Linked DNA regions of Mus musculus: region 1 is linked to region 2. Evidence: chromatin contacts called from public Hi-C data. All regions are on one chromosome and are shown on one strand. The core of a region is the stretch at or near the end of the contact, and the rest is flanking DNA. Distances in the headings are between cores, read along the strand shown.

Region 1 (3,879 bases), core at 405-2,904, 84 kb after region 2:
GAGGTTGACACCTTGATTTTCAAGCTTTAATGCATCTCCAGCCCTGTCTCTTCCCTGTTTCTCAAAATATAGTTCTAGGGGTTGGTTTTGATCCTTGGAAGGGAACAGGAATAAGTCCCAAACATCTCTATTTGATATAGAATTTATCCTCTCTTTAGAGGAGGGTGGCTCAGGCAAGGAGCAAGAGCAGTATGGGGAGGGGATGTGTCCTCCATATGATGTGTTTATTCCCGGTCCTCTCCATAGTACCCTCACCTGAAGAACCATGGTCTTCACCACTGCAACTCCTTCCTGGAAGATCTGGCCAAGCAGACCAGCAACTGTGTGCTTGAGATATGTGCGGAACAGCGGAACCTGAATGAACAGGTATCCCCTCATCCTGGTTCAGTCTCCTTTCTTACCTTCAGTGCCTTTTCCTCGGGCCACTCTTGTTTCTCTCTCACAGGTCAGATAGATTCTCCATTTCTTGAGTAGGGCTAGGGCTTTTGTGAACTTGGTTTAGGCTAGAATTCCTCTATCAGTATAGTCACTTCAAATAATCTCTTGGGATTAGAATCACAACACATAACCTTTTGACATTGTGACCTGAGGTAGTCTTCTACAAAGTTCATACTGGAGAACTCCACAACTGAGTTACAAAATGGGGCGCGCACACATACACACACACACCCACACACCACACCACACACATGTCTTAATGTTTGTGATTTTGTTTTATCCTTGGTTGCACATGATCTGTTGTGGTAGGTTGGATACACTCAGTGGATAGAAATACCTGAAAACACTTTTACTTGAGCAGATAAACTCCATTAAAATCTGTGCTCCATTTGGAGAGTTTTGGGAGATGAACTTTGTCTTCTTTGCATGGTGCTCACATACTTTCAACAATGGTCCCAGGTCTCTATCTTGTCTAGTTTTTCTGTTTATCAGCATCCCAGTCTACAACTAACTGAACTTTTCAAGCACTCTAGTGCTAGTTACTTTCTTGTCTTCTGGGTTGTTGGATTTTTATTTTTTTTATTTTATTTTTGTCTTTCTCCCTTTACTGACTCATAGCACCTGGTCATGATTAGATCAGCCTACATTTCAGAAAATCAGGAATAAGAAGTTAGTTTTGTTTTTGTCTATGGAGCCTTGAATTTCCCAGACTACCCACCCTTCCTGGATTTGAGTCAGAATAGTAGCAACTTTTGTAGGAGAGGAAGTAAGCTATGAGTGTGTGTGTCTGTACATGTGTAATATGTCTAACTTTGTGAGTACAGATAAACAGTTATTGTATCATGCAGCTTTTTCATTTTCTTATGTGTCAAGTAAGGATGAATAACATTTTTCACAGAGTTGCAATGAGGATTAAATGAAATAGAGTACACTAAATATTTTGTATATACAGTAGCCAATAAATGTTAGCACTTGTATTGTGTGAAGCTTGATGGACACTAATCTCTTAGGCTAATAGTTTGGAGTGAAGATCAAGAAGGAAGGTACATGATCTCTGTCTTTGGGAATGTCCCAGTGTAGGTAAGGGAAATACAAATACGTGATTAAAAGAATGTAAGTAATTGATGCACAGAAGATACACAAGTGAGGATACTTACAGTTGTATTCATCATACTCTACAAATATCTACTACATGTATAGTAGGCAGGCTTACTCAGTGCTGTGTCAGGAATGACTAAGCCTTGGTGAATAATTATTTGTGCACAGAACTGTTGTAAGCAAGTGAGTATTGGCCCTTCAGAGTTAACATTTTGAGTAAATAATTATTGATGCTATTACTATTAAGGTTATATATTTGGATACTGGTTTTTTAACCAACCACAAATACTTTTGTATTAAAGTATCTTTGTCTACCATGGTGGATTTTATTTTATTTTTTGAATTTTTTGAATCTACTGAGTTTGTATTTAAGAATAGGAAGTGTGATTACAAAATGAATTTTCCTGCGTGGCTCATCCAAAGTGATTCCCTAAGGCAATTTGAGTATCAAGTGATAGTTTGTATTTTCTGTAGGGCTACACAGAGAAAGGAGAAATGGAGGATTGATGTTTGAGCTAGCTAGCAAAAAATATACATATACACATATTTAAGAAAAAGAAGAAACAAGGAAAGGATACTGAACATGTAAACTTTGAGAACTGGGAGAGCCATGATAGATAGACTGGGCAGTAGACAGAACAATAAGGGGTATAGCTGGTGAGATGATAGGTTTATCTAGCAAAAAGTATTGTTTCCCCACTTTGGGACCCTACAAAATAAGGTAAGTGGAGTTTTGGCTCTGACTGTTTTCCCTTAAATTTTTCTGTTAGGAAAGACCTCAGATGTGGGTAGGGGAGCAGTGCTTTCATCCTTGAGAGACACTGGCATCTCAGGGTTTGAGGATGTACACAGGGAAATATTTATGAACACACAGGAAGAGGCGAACACATTCTAAAAAACTCCCCACTAGAGAAAGAGAAGCTAGGTGGGTGGGGAAAGGAGCAGATGACGATGATTCTCAGCTGTTAGCAATGACTTTTGCTTATTTCCCCACCATGTCTGTTTCAAAGCTTCTACCTAAGCACTGTGCCACCACCATCAGCAAAGCCAAGAATAAGAAGTCCATGAAGCAGAGGCAGGCTCCCAGGAAAGGAGAGCCTGAGAGGGACAAGCCAGGAGCAGAGAGTCATCGGAAGAACCGCAGCCTTGTCACTAAGTGAGGGTCTGGCTCCTGAGGGCCAAATGGCGCTGTATTAACGGAGGGAGAAAAGGGAAAGAAGGAATGTGATTGGGTGTGTGTGGGGTGGAAGTAGGGGAGGTGGTGTGAGTTGATAGATAAAAAAAAGCACCCAGGTGAGTTTCCTACTTTGCTTTTGAAGAACATTAGTGTGTACCATTCTAGGCTGAGTGTTTCTCAAGAGTGGCAGAGCTCCAAACACAGCCTGGTATTTCCTTCCCAGAAGCCAATGGACAGCACCAGACCAGCACCATAATCAAATTCTCTTTTTCCTTTCAGCATGGACAAACTACATCTAAACTTGACTGAATTGGCACTGGCAATGAATCATGTGCACAGTTTCTCTGTGTTTGAACACACCATCTTCCCATCTGAGTATCTCAGCAGTCACCTGGAGGCCAGGCTTAACAGGTAGCATTCTCTGGCCCATGTTTGTATTCTGTGGCAGTCTTCAGTATGGCTCTGTTAGATCCATCCTGGTGGTCATGTCACAGGCTAGATAGAGACTCTGATACAGTCTGGTTCCTCTGTGGGAAAGAAAAAAAAGAGCCCTACTTCTGTAGATTTTGGTGAGCAGCTGGTCTATCCCCCTTGTTTAGTAGAGTGAGCAGAGAGGTCAGCAGTTGGGACATAAAGGCTAGAATGTCAGGGGCTTTTGGTTGTCCTTGGTTACCTAGAGAATTCTAGGCCAGCCTGACTACACAAGACCTTAAAAAAGGGAGCAGGGGGAAAGAGTGCAGAGTCAGTTCATCCTGCAGCACTGTGCCCACATCCTAGCCATTAGCTATAACAATGGAGCAGATTATCTAACTTATCTGTGTCAGTTTCCTTCCTACTCAGTCCAGGATAATGATATTTACCTTGTAGATCATGGAGAATGACCTGAAATTGAGGGTTAGTAGACAAATACAGATTACTATGAGTGCAAAGTTCCTGCCATATAATAAGCCTTAGTTAAATAAATTCCCTTCCTGTACTTTGCCCCTCATTCCATTGTTTTCTGAAGAAGGAAGGATACTACTTATGTCTGAGGCACTGTAGTTAGGGGATCGAGAGGAATGATTATGACTAATTCATTGTCCTTTTGTCTTTGAATATGAGCAATTAATTTAACAAGTATTTATTGAACACCTACTATGTGTCAGGACCATTCTAGAGGCTGTTGA
Region 2 (3,755 bases), core at 397-2,896:
TGATGCTTTCAGTGCACTTTTATAACAGACAGGCTTTTCTGATGAGCCTTACTGCCCTTAGAAACTAGTGATGGTTCTTTGAAGAATCACCACCCCACAACTCCAGGGAACAGATTAACAGATTCCAAGTAGGAATATCAGGGAACACGGAGGCTGCTCTGTGATTTAAAATCTGATTCTGATTTGACATATGAGAGGCTACTTCTGCCTCTGCTTCCCTCCTCTCATTTGATGGTCTCAGAGAATGATTTAAGGATGATAGGAAAATCTTATACAGTAACCAAAACCCTAGAATGGATACATAATTAACTTTTTCATTTATCTCTTTTATACAATCTTAGTTATAAATTATTTTCCCAGGTAAATAAAGCCATCAAAATTTTAGTGCTAGGCAAACCTTGGAAGCACTTACTTCTGTCTCTTCATAAAGGAGGTAAATGAGGCACAGAAAGTTTGGCATTTCCAAGGTTCTAACACAGGATCACTAGGTAGCTCTGGCTGCCCTGTGCTATGCACACCAGGCTGACTAGATGCCTCTTGAGTACTGGCTAAAGGTGTGCATCATTACATCCCATGACAGGGCTGTTCTTCGGTCTCTTATTACCACTTCTGTCACTGTTTGCATAACCACCGTTCCTTTAATTCCAACTGCTCACTCAGTCCTCGCAGCACAATTTGTATGGCTTTTTGAAGGGTGGGAACAATGTAGGGGAGAATATGCTAGCATCTGGTACTTATCCCTCTGGGCTTTGAGGAGACAGGGTAGAAGGGAGAGATGAAATGTCAGGGAGAGAAGAGAAGGGAGGAAAGGCAAGGGCTTGGAAACAGGATCAGGGGGAGATGAGAGGGAGATAATACTCATACTTATTTTTTAATTCTTAAAAAATTATTCTAGTCAGGTGGTGATGGTACATGCCTTTAACCCCAGCACTCAGGGCAGAGACTAGTCTGGTCTACAGAGTAAATTCTAGGATAGCCAGAGCTATACAGAGAAACCATGTCTCACCCACCGCACCCCCCCCCCCAAAAGGAAAGAATTTATTATTCTAAGTGTATGGGTATTTTGCATGCATACAATGCATACATGCCTGTGTAAGTCAGGGAGGGCACTGGATCTCCTGGGACTGGAATTAGTCATGCGCAATCACATGGATGCTTGGAGATGAACTTAGGTCCTTTAGAAGAGCAGTCATTGCTTTTAACTGCTGAGCCATTGATTCAGCCCCAAATTCAATTTTCTTTCCAATCTCTCTCTCTCTCTCTCTCTCTCTCTCTCTCTCTCTCTCTCTCTCTCTCTCTCTCTCTCTCTCTATCTGAGATGAGACAGGGTCTATGCAGTTCAGACTGTTCTAGATCTTGCTATCTACATACCAGGCTAGCCTCAAACTCAAGAGATCTACTTGGTTCTGTCTCTGGAGTGCTGTATTAAAGGCATGCACTACCACATTTTACATGCCAGACTTGTATTTAATCTTACAATAGAAAACACTGAAAACCTCACACATCTGAGTGTAAACCCAAGTGCTCAACATACTGAATACCAAGCTTCCTTTTATGTTCATCAGATGACCAGCTCTCAGATGTCTGTATTAGTCATTAACTCTATAAAAAAACATGATCTCAAGAATACTGTGGGGTTTTAGCTATGTTGTCATCTCCTCAAGCTTAGTAATATTCAGGAACCACCAGAGGCTGCAGGCCCTATGGTGGCTTAGTCTGGTGGTGTCCTGAGAATTATTCCTAAGAGGCCTGCAGCTAGCTACTCAGATGACTTCATCAAATACTCTTATGCTTAACATGTCAAGTGTGGTTTCTGTTTTCTTCTAAACTCTGACTGATTTAGGCATTTAGAAGTGAATTCTAGGGGCTGGAGAGATGGCTAAGAAGAGGTGGTTAAGAGCACTGGCTGTTCTTCCAGAGGTCCTGAGTTCAATTCCTAGCAACTGTAACCAACTGTAATGGGATCTGATGCCTTCTTATGGTGTGTATGAAGACGGCTACAGTGTTCTTGTATGCATAAAGAAATTAATCTAAAAAAAAAAAAAAGGAAGTGAGTTCCATAAACTCAACGTTACTAAAGAAAGTATGAGCTAGATGTGGTGGTATGGATCTTTAGTCCTTGCACTTGGGAAGCAGAGGGAGATGGAGCTCTGTGAGATACAGACCAGCTAAGAGCTAGATTAAAAAAAATGAACAGAGAAGAATACAAAGAATGAGGAGACAGCATTTGAGTTGGAATTTGAAGATATTACACCAGGCAGAAAGCAGGCAAAAACAAGACCTGTGGATGGTATGGTCATTAATTTTTATTATTTTATGTATATGAGTAATGACATCTGTACACATGTCTGGCTCCCTAGGACATGGTTAGCCTCCATGTAGGTACTGGGACTCAAACTCAGGTCCTTTGTAACAAGAAGTACTCTTAACCACTGAGCCAACTTCCCCAGCTCCCAACAATGTGGTCATTAAAGAGCACTGTAGGGACAATGAGTTCTCCATGGTTAGATTATGACCAAGGTAGGGCAACTGTAAAATACAGTGGGGGTTAAGAGTACTGGCTTTTGGAGCTGTAGACATGATTATAATTTTGTTTTTTCCACAGTAACCAAGCAACAACTCTCAATCATGTAAATTCTGTAACCCTCATTTTTCTTATTTACCAGTAGGGGATCTAAGAGTACCCACTTTATTCAGATTATATGGGATTAAATGTGATGTACTAGATCTACTAAGTATATTGGAATTTTGTGCAGTTTGCTACATACTAAATGCTCAAAAAGCCTTTGCTGGTAGGCAAAGTAAAAATAAAACAAAAAAAATTTTTTTTCAAGACAGGGTTTTTCTGTGTAGTCCTGGCTGTCCTGGAACTCCCTCTGTAGACCAGGCTGGCCTTGAACGCTAGAGATCTGCCTGTCTCTGTCTCCCAAGTGCCAGATTTAAAGTCATGTGCCACCATCACTAGACTGGAATTAAATTTTTTTCTTCTACCATATGGGTCCTAGAGATCTCTGATTACTTGCCTTTTAAAAAAAAAGATTTATGTTTATTATGTATATGATATGACATAATGCCTGCATGTATGTGTGTACACCATATACATGCTTGGTGTTTGGCCTGAAAGAAGCGTGGATGTGTTAGTTCACACAATCCCAGCATTCAGACTGAGGCAGGAAGACTGACCTTAAATTCCAAGACTACATAGTGAGACTATCTACAACAATACAAAACACAAGGTTACAATAGTAACCTGACAAATCAGGAATAAGCCTGAGATTAGAAATCATGTCTCAGCCAGGCGTGGTGGCTCACGCCTTTAATCCTAGCACTCGGAAGGCAGAGGCAGGGGAATTTCTGAGTTTGAGGCCAGCCTGGTCTACAAAGTGAGTTCCAGGACAGCCAGGGCTATACAGAGAAACCCTGTCTCGAAAAACCAAAAAAGAAAAAAAAAAAAAAAAAAGAAATCATGTCTCAGCTGTGGTGTTAGGTGGATATTGGTATTTTCTATGCCAATACTACTAGGAATAGATTAGAAGAGCCAGGGCTTCTCTTGACTTGGGGATTAGTGAAGCAGACAGAGGTACAAGGGGGGTCATGGGAATTAAGGAGTAACTGATAATGGAATTCAAGCAGACAGATATGGAAATGAGCTCAAACAGAAACAGTTTGAGAGAGAAATTGAGTGCACAGAATCAAAAATTAAGGAAGCTGGATGCAGTTAGCAACCAAAAATATGAAGTTCTGATCATAACTTA

Evidence for each region. Hi-C and Micro-C count contacts between places; a contact is called where the count stands out from the background.
Region 1: a contact with region 2 is called in a Hi-C map of bone marrow-derived macrophages, with 42 read pairs. The contact joins two enhancer-like sites. A contact is called at or near these places in 10 of 484 Hi-C or Micro-C datasets (the C2C12 cell line, the HPC-5 cell line, bone marrow-derived macrophages and 4 more), 3 of 115 datasets of contacts at active chromatin or transcription factors (bone marrow-derived dendritic cells, bone marrow-derived macrophages and embryonic stem cells) and 4 of 9 other capture datasets (adipose tissue, bone marrow-derived macrophages, liver and 1 more).

The regions. Positions count from the first base shown.
Region 1 is chr15:103,475,732-103,479,610 of GRCm38.p6, forward strand. Nckap1l (NCK associated protein 1 like) reads left to right here. Exons shown (of 31, transcript NM_153505.4): 17 at 1-3; 18 at 247-366; 19 at 2,547-2,692; 20 at 2,993-3,124. Among named protein-coding and RNA genes, the nearest start is that of Nckap1l, 24 kb to the left of the region's middle. Within about 2 kb of position 1,655, at least 14 of the 459 cell types and tissues checked have an H3K27ac peak or open chromatin away from gene starts, as enhancers often do. A contact at or near this core is called in bone marrow-derived dendritic cells, bone marrow-derived macrophages and macrophages, where this site is marked.
Region 2 is chr15:103,392,140-103,395,894 of GRCm38.p6, forward strand. No RefSeq gene overlaps it. Among named protein-coding and RNA genes, the nearest start is that of Gm52195, 17 kb to the right of the region's middle. Within about 2 kb of position 1,647, at least 21 of the 459 cell types and tissues checked have an H3K27ac peak or open chromatin away from gene starts, as enhancers often do. A contact at or near this core is called in bone marrow-derived dendritic cells, bone marrow-derived macrophages and macrophages, where this site is marked.